Regions from separate parts of the Mus musculus genome. Here region 2 is linked to region 1. The links are chromatin contacts, called in public HiChIP or PLAC-seq maps. All regions are on one chromosome and are shown on one strand. The core of a region is the stretch at or near the end of the contact, and the rest is flanking DNA. Distances in the headings are between cores, read along the strand shown.

Evidence for each region. HiChIP or PLAC-seq counts read pairs in DNA pulled down with a chosen protein or histone mark.
Region 2: a contact with region 1 is called in an H3K4me3 HiChIP or PLAC-seq map of embryonic forebrain, with 2.8 times the contacts expected there. The contact joins two enhancer-like sites. A contact is called at or near these places in 1 of 39 promoter capture datasets (the C10 cell line), 8 of 484 Hi-C or Micro-C datasets (8-cell embryo, the Ba/F3 cell line, the C10 cell line and 5 more), 3 of 115 datasets of contacts at active chromatin or transcription factors (embryonic forebrain, embryonic stem cells and forebrain) and 2 of 9 other capture datasets (adipose tissue and embryonic tail).

What each region holds. Positions count from the first base shown.
Region 1 is chr2:61,654,324-61,658,533 of GRCm38.p6, forward strand. No RefSeq gene overlaps it. Among named protein-coding and RNA genes, the nearest start is that of Psmd14, 55 kb to the right of the region's middle. Within about 2 kb of position 2,283, at least 157 of the 459 cell types and tissues checked have an H3K27ac peak or open chromatin away from gene starts, as enhancers often do. A contact at or near this core is called in embryonic forebrain, where this site is marked.
Region 2 is chr2:61,763,410-61,767,530 of GRCm38.p6, forward strand. Psmd14 (proteasome (prosome, macropain) 26S subunit, non-ATPase, 14) reads left to right here. Exons shown (of 12, transcript NM_021526.2): 6 at 428-498; 7 at 1,440-1,590. Among named protein-coding and RNA genes, the nearest start is that of Tbr1, 39 kb to the right of the region's middle. Within about 2 kb of position 1,257, at least 11 of the 459 cell types and tissues checked have an H3K27ac peak or open chromatin away from gene starts, as enhancers often do. A contact at or near this core is called in embryonic forebrain, where this site is marked.

The sequences.
Region 1 (4,210 bases), core at 1,033-3,532:
TTCAAATTCTTGTTGAGAAATTTGCTATTCATTGTTAGCAGCCTGATTGATGGCCACTGGAGACATCTTAGGGTACCAAGTATGCAGGGCGGCAGAACTGTTTAAGATGAGACTTGCCTTCCATTCTTCATGGTTCCTGCTGTTTGAGCTTCTCTTCCCACTCCCCTCCGCCCCCAATTTTTAAAAATGGTTGAGACACGGCTTCCATTTTATGAAGTAAGCATTGACTTGTAGCTTTCAACAGTAATGTAACTGTCCTTGAGCAATGTCTCATACTGGAGGGTTAAGCATGGGGGAATTTGATCAGGCCTCTGTGCCCAGTGGAAGAATGAGAATGGTACCTCGACTTCTCAAGGTGACGAGCACATCACATTGACATCTTCCTCACCAGGGTGACATAGCGATTATTAGGTATGCACTGTGAAGGGTTCTGAGGCATGTACATCTTTGCCACTAGGCTGAATGGAAATGCCTAGACAATTATCCAAAGACTCTTTTCTTCCCAGCTTCCCCTCCACTACACACACACACACACACACACACACACACACACACACACGCACACACAACTTCTCAGTATGTATTAATAAGAATATACCCACCACCACCTATCAAAAAAAAAGGGGGGGGATTTTTTTTTTCCTCTCCTCGCCTCTCACACAATTGACATCTTTACTGGCTTGCTGACAACCAAAAAGAACTCTATCCCAAAAAGTGACTTGGAGTGGCCCACTACCCTCCTCTGGAACATCCTGCCCTCACCACTTTAGTAAGGTGGGAATTTAAGATTCTAGCAGTACCCCAAGCTCCAACTTCTTAGGGCAGAGACCCTATTGGGCCGCCAGAGGGGCCTTCTGGAAGGACCCCGCAGCTCGAAAGGTAGAGTGGACACCACACCGGCCAAGTCTATCCCTCTATCCTATTGCAGTGCGGGGTGACGACAGGGCTGTCTCTGGGCTTCTGCTAGGCGTAGCCCGGGTAAGAACAGCTCCCAGGTAAGAAAGCTACGTGCGCAAAACGCTGATTTTGGGATGGGGGGTGGGGGGAACCACCCGTGGGCGAGGCAGTTGTGAGCGGGATGCCTGAGAAGTGGGAGGTGAATGTCCTCGGGATGCCCCCCCCCCCCGGGTGCAGCTTTCCCCGGAGGCTGAGGCTGCTGCCAGCGGGGACATCTGCTTTCTTACACTCCAGCCTGGCTCACCCCGCCCCCTCAGCCCCGGGTTGCGTGGTTATTTTACCAACACCGGGGGAGGGAAGACTTGAGGAGGTAGAAAAGGAATGGATGGAAGCTTAAAAGATTTTCTTCGCACCCCCCCCCCAGTCCCCTCCTTTCTTCTTCACGTCTTTTAACCTTCAAGGTAAAGACTTTATAAATATGAAACAATAAGGGAGTCTGCTGGCTCGCAGGCCGGCCGTGGGCTGGCGAGGCTGCCGGGTGCCGGGCCTCGCTCTTCTCTCCATCCTCACAAGTCTGGCCGTGGTTCGGCGGGTTAGGCTGGGCACAGGGGCCGGCGGTGAGCGCTCATCCCGTGGCGCCTTCGCTCCCGGGCTGCTGCCTCGACAGCTGCTTGTAGCTACAGTAATTAGACTGTCAGTGCTTGTTAGAGGAGAGAGGGGAAAACACGCTTCTGACAGCAGATTCCGAGACTCCCCAGTTTGTTAATTTCTAAGAGATCTTTAAAGCATTAATTGAGGTCTCCCTAACTCTTCCCTCCCATCCCTCTCCCCAACTTCTCCCACCCCAAAATATCTTTAGGAGAAAATTCTCTCCGCGTGGAAGCAGTGTTTCCCGCAAAATTGCCAGCCCGCCCCTTGCTCACGCGCGCGCGCGCACACACACACACACACACACACACACACACACCCTAGTTTACATATGCATATATAGGCACACACGTATATGCAAGGTTAACTCCGAGGAGCACTCGTCCAAATAGGGACCGAGATTGCATTTAAAATGATAATAATAAATAAATAAATCAACTAGGAAGGAAGGGGGGAGGGAAGCAGAAGTCGGGAAGAAAAGAGAAAAGCAGCAGGCTGATTACGAGGTGTCAAAACTGCCAGGAGCAAGAAGGTGATAGCAATCAGGGGTGAGAAGAGTGCGGCATTCGTGCGGGGCAACTAATTATCCGTCTCATTTGAGAAGAGCAGCATTTGAGGCAGCAGCGTTCGCCTGCTGAACGGTGACAGATTGGCGCGGAGGAGAGGGGAGGTGTTAAAACAATGGAGCCGGGCGCGCGAGCGCTGCTGCATGCTAATCAGCCCTCCCTCCGCCTGCCTGCCGCGCTCCCTCCTTCCTCCCGCTCCCTCCTCCGCGCGTCGTCCTCCCGCCTGCGGCGCTCCCTCCTTTCCAGCGGGCCCGCCGTCGCCCGCTTCCCGCTCCCTGGCTTTCCCGCGCGTCCTCCCCGCCGCTGGCGAGCCGCACCCGGGTTGGCCGGCCGGGCGAGAGAAGCGAGCGAGCGAGCGCAGCCCGCATGGGGCGCCCGGGACCCACGTTTAATGCGCACGCCCGCCCGGCCTGCCTGCCTGCCTGCCTGCGGGGGAGCGGACGCACTGGTCTGTGAGGGGACCCGAGTCACGCCAGAGGCCCGGGGACAAACCAAAGAGAGCCAGAAAAAACAAAGCCAGATCCGGGCCGAGCTGGGTCTTTACCGCATAGGCTTCCAACCTTGGTGCGAGCTGCCGAGACCCCGCTCGCCTGAGCTGTCGGCATGGTCAAGCCCTACCCCCCCCCCGCACCCCCCGCCAACGCGTCCCCCAAAGGCTTCGGGCTGTGACCCTCGCACACAAGCGTCCTGGCCCTGAGCACAAGTGCGAGCGAGTGCTTTAATAAGCCAGAGAGGGCCTTACAATTAGTTGTACTCCCAACCCCTGACCTCCTGACCCCAAGACTAGGCTAACTGGGCTTCTGTGTCACATACCCTGGGGAATACCACCTAAGACAGTAGCTGGTGAGACGAACGTCTTTTCAAAGCAGGTAACCCTCCCACGACCCGGGGCACCCGAAGATGGGGACTGGGCATGGCTGGTGCACTGCGTGCCTCCTCGATCAATTGGCTCCGTGATAAGATGGACATGAACAGCAACACCAAAGAATGCATCATAAACGAAGTCTCGTCAAAAAAAAAAAAAAAAAAAAAAAAAAAAAAAAAAAAAGTCTTCCATACCTGTTGAGGCTCGCTGGGGAGCCAGGGGAGATTTCACAGCGGTTCCCTTTTTGACCCGCAGAGTTGATGGTTGAGCAGAAAAACATTTAAACTACCATTTCATCAGCCATTCTTAGGATTAAAGACTTTGATGTTCCTCCCTGTGACAAAAGTGTCTTAGCCAGAACCCAGAAACAAAGAGCTGGCTGCAGTTTTTCCTAAGGCACTTAGCTATTAGCTAATCAGGTGCCTAAATTAACGTGATAAAACTTTCCTCTAACCATAGATGGTAAAAGAAGTAATTGCAGGATAACCTACGAAGTATAATTTTTTTCTACGGACTTTAATCTTGGTATAACAACACAAACAATTGTGTGAAGACTTATTGAGGACACAAGGGTTTCATTTCTATTATTGCCTTTCCCCTAAAGTTAGAATGTCTATTAATTAAAGTATATAAATATAAAATCAAGTGACTTGAGTGAATCTTGGTGGTTTTAGATTTTGATTCTAGTCATAGTGGAAGCTACACAGTGCTCAATGTAAGTAATTTTCCCGCTAGAATATGCCCAGGCATACCAGTAAAGTAATGACCTACTGAAATGCTATAAAGATTTAAAATTGAAAATTCCTAAAAAGAGTTATATAAAGTGTTTTGTACTGGGAAGCAGAAGTACTTTTGGTTTCTCTGGAAACCCACTGAGCAGCCCTCTGCCCTTAGCCCTTAGCCCATCACAGACTTTCCATTGCTATACTGTTAGCCTGCATTTGGAAAAATCCCCAAATCTGTTAGACTAGGAATCCATCTAACAGCAAGGGTGGAGGGTACATCCATTAATGTAAACCTGGGTCCAGCAATTCCATCGACATTGAAATTTATTTATTAACTATTTATCAGCCTTTTCTTCGTTAGCTAATTCTATGGAGGCATTTCATTTGAAGGTGTGAATTTATGGATTTCAATCCCCGTGTTGCCTTATGCATAGCCAATAGCTAACAAAATTATTTACCTTCTATCGGCTGGCTTTTTACGGACCTAGGGTAGTTTCTTCTCAGCCCTT
Region 2 (4,121 bases), core at 7-2,506, 110 kb after region 1:
CAATATATGATTATTCTTCAAATTATTTCTATTATTGAAAAATATTATTGTACAATAAATAGTTGTAGTTCTCATCCTGTTAGAGAATGATATTAGGAGATATGCTTGCCATAGGTAGGCATAACTGAGAAAAAAATCACAGTTTGTCAGTTATTTGGTACTTCTTATAAATATGAGCAACAACCATGAACTTGTAACACCCTGAGTGATGTCTCAATCATTTGCTAACAGCACTTTAGTACTTGGCAGGTTTTAGAAATCAGTGATTTGAGTAGCTATTAAATAACATGTAGAAAAAGCTATGAAATTATAATACACAGTTGGGGTAGGGTTTTTTGTTGTTTTGTTTTGTTTTTTGTTTTTTACAGTATGTTTCTTCTTTTCTTATTTTACTCAGAGGAAAAAAGTTTTCTTTTTTCTAATATAGGGTGTCAGTGTTGAAGCAGTTGATCCAGTGTTCCAAGCCAAAATGTTGGATATGCTGAAACAAACAGGAAGGTGGGTTTTTGTTGTTGTTGTTGTTGTTGTTGTTGTTGTTGTTGTTGTTGTTTGGAAATGAACCTTAAAGTTAATAGTATTTATAAACATCATTACTAGGGGAGGAGTCAATATGGTTGATCTGCCTGTGTGATGCCCCTTGACAGCCTGAATTGAAGTCCACCAATCAGAAAACGGCCTTGTATTAAGAGTCTCAGCTGTCATGTCATAGGCTTGGGCTATTCTGTTTCTCTGTTTAACATCTAGAATTATGTTCTCTTCACTTGTAAACAACACACCTGTTATTTTCTGTGTATTTGAGAAGTGCAGCCGAATGTTGTTGTGAATAAATGTGTGTAGACATGAGTTTTAAAGACAGTAATCCAAGTGGTTTTTTTTCTCCTTCAAGCTAAGTCTCCCAATAGTTGTCATTCTCTTGCTCAGATTCTTCTACTGTGGAAAAAACTTCAAAATTAATGTTAGCAAAAGGCTCAGCAGCTGAGCAGAGCAGTGCAAATTGGTTTTTGACTGAGTTCCTAGTTCTACTGCTGGTTTAATTGATATTTAATCCTTTCACAACAGTTGATCCTGGTGTCCATTGTTAAAAAATGTGCTCGGTGCCTGGAAAACCCAGCTCCCAGAGCTAAGGAGTTAAAGAGTAGATATTTACTTGAATGCTGAAAGGGTAAAAACTGGCTCTGAGAAAGTGTGGTAACAAGGTGAAAAACTGAAAGCCTTATCTACCACTGCTAATGTGCGTGTCTTAATGATAGCCCTCCTTTGTCACACTTACTCATTTCCATGTTTGCTGGAGAATATGGTGTCCGGTTTCAGAGTTTCTAATGGTGCTTTTTCACACCTGTGTGCTTTCATCTTTTCTTAATTTATACCCTGTTAGTGTGTTGTTTCTCTCCTCTCATCATGCATTGCTGTGTTCTGAGTCTGAGTGCCCTTTGTTTCAGGCCCGAGATGGTTGTTGGTTGGTATCACAGTCACCCTGGCTTTGGCTGTTGGCTTTCTGGTGTGGATATCAACACTCAGCAGAGCTTTGAAGCCTTGTCGGAGAGAGCTGTGGCAGTGGTTGTGGATCCCATTCAGAGTGTAAAAGGAAAGGTAGAGTCAGTTCTAACTTCATTGCCGTCTACTGCCATTTTATACACATGCATGTAATAAAAATCTTTATTTGAAAGTGTTCTTAATTAAACACACACACACACACATGCACACACATACACACACACAGAGGAATGCTTTTTATTGAAATTATTCAAGGCCTTAAATGTTTGTCATAGTATTAGCAATTTTAAAAAATTACGTAGGGGTTTTACTTTTAATTTACAATCATGAATGAATGTTTATCCTTAATGTTTAAAATTTTCATAAATTTGAATGTTAAATCATACTGAAAGCTTCATACATTCTACTAATATCTAATAAATATATCTTTAAAATGTTATTTTTAAAGGGCTTTGTTTTTCAGACATTATGCAGGATATATTCTGGATATTCTAAATATTTTAGACAATGAAAACTTGTCCCAAAGACTTGGTAATCAACCATTCATGTATTTGGAGTGAGGACCCAGAAGAATGATTAAAAATGCTGACTGACTCTGAAAAGAGGTTAGCTTGCAGAGCACATTGGGTTATATTGTCCTTTGTTGAAATCTCTTTTGTTCTTGTTTAGTTCTCTCTCTCTCTTTTTGTTCGTTTTTTCGTTTTTTCTTTCCCCCTTTTTTATTTCTTTCTTTCTAGCCCCATATGCCATTTTCCTATTTCCTGCCTCATGACAGCAGGGTGCAGCTCTATTATCACCTTCACAGAGCTGTCTGCAAATGTGAGAGGCAATTCGATTTTGCTCAACCACAGGGAGAGTGGATTAGAAAAACTACAGAACATAGAGAAATTGGCTAGGTGGTTACTGCTTTAAAATACTGCTGAGGTGTCTTGTTTGAGCATGTACTTCCATTGTAGTGCAGAATAATTGTTAAAGTACAATCACAATACACTCACGGAATCCTTTTTATGCAGGTTTTATAAATAATTTTAAAAGCACTTAGAAATAAATATTAGCTTGATATCTCTCAGACCTGGAGTTTATAGTGGTGTGGATTACATTTATATCTATGCAGCAGCTGAAGCAAACTAAGTGAGATTGTTAAAACACAGATGCTTTGTGGTACAAATTTGAAATGGAATGTTTTCTGATACCATATTATTATGATGTATAAAAATTGAGGTCTTATTTAAAGCTTGATCCTGTGAGATGTAATGTAGCTTTTCAAAGGCAGAACTGTCCCCCCAAACAATAATAGTATCAACTGATATGCTAGGCAATTTAAGGAAACTTGAATGCTTTCTGGATCCCTGTGTTTCAATTTATTCACCCTTTATTTTACTAAGTAAATTGTTACTTATACAGATGAAGTTGAAAGTCCTCATTGCTTACCAGATTTAAAGTACAATGTAATTTTCTGATGTTTAAGGTATCTTTTCAGTAACATAATTTAATAATAATTATTGTCCTAGAAATAAAGAATTAAAACTTGTGAAGCTCCCACCACAGTAATTTGCAAGCATTATTTATGGCTTATCTCTGAAGTATAATTCTAGAGAGCAATTTTAGCTTCTAAACTTGCATTAAAGTATTGTGTAATATCGAATTCCCATTAGTTTTTATTAGTTGTAATTCATATGAAAATGATATTTGAAACTATATTCATAGCAAAGGACTTGACTATTTTGTAATTTAAAAAAATATGTAAAATTACTTTATAAAATCATATGTATTATTACTTAGCTTTATTAAGTCATAAAATATCATTGAATTTTTAAAATGTAATTATATACAGTCAGTGATCCCTACTGCCTGTTATACTCAAATTCATACAGTTATGTTACCTGTACTGTATGAACACGTCTTTGTCAGTATATAGTCCATCTGTATGGCATCCGAGTTTGGTTGTAATTTATTACTTTTTAATTGTCAAGAGTTTTTGACGCTACAAATCAACTAAATGCTAATAAATCCGTGAGATATTTTATTTAAATCATGAAATGCAACAATATAATTTATAAAAATAAAGAATTCCATGGTACTTTTCCTTGCTGGTATGTGATTTATCAAAACTGTCAAAATATTTAATAAATCTGTGATTAGATCAAGAGTTAAAATGACAGTCTATATGTAAATAACTAAAGTTGAAACTCTGTCATACTTCCAAAACCTCTTTCCTATATGATTTTTTTTTTATAAATTCCAATATTACCTATGTTTTTTTTTAACAATTTAGATAAGAATGGATTCTTTCTTCGTCATCTTAATTCATTTCCAGTAGGCTCAGTTTTCATTTAGGGTGACTTGAGTATGTTATAAACTGAGTAATAACCAGGTATTAAAGTAGTAACTATTTGGACTTAATCCTAGAGATAGGCACCACTACTGTTACTGTTGCTATTATTATTATTACTGGTAAAAATGAACAGAAATCCAACTCTATAAAATTATACAGCACTTAAGGTTTTTTATTTGCTCTTGAATACTATATTTTATAGGTCTTTTATAACCAGAGTAACTCAGGATTGGGATGTAAGCACTAGAGGTCATTGCACAGCCTTTTAAGTTCATGTGACAAGGCTATCACT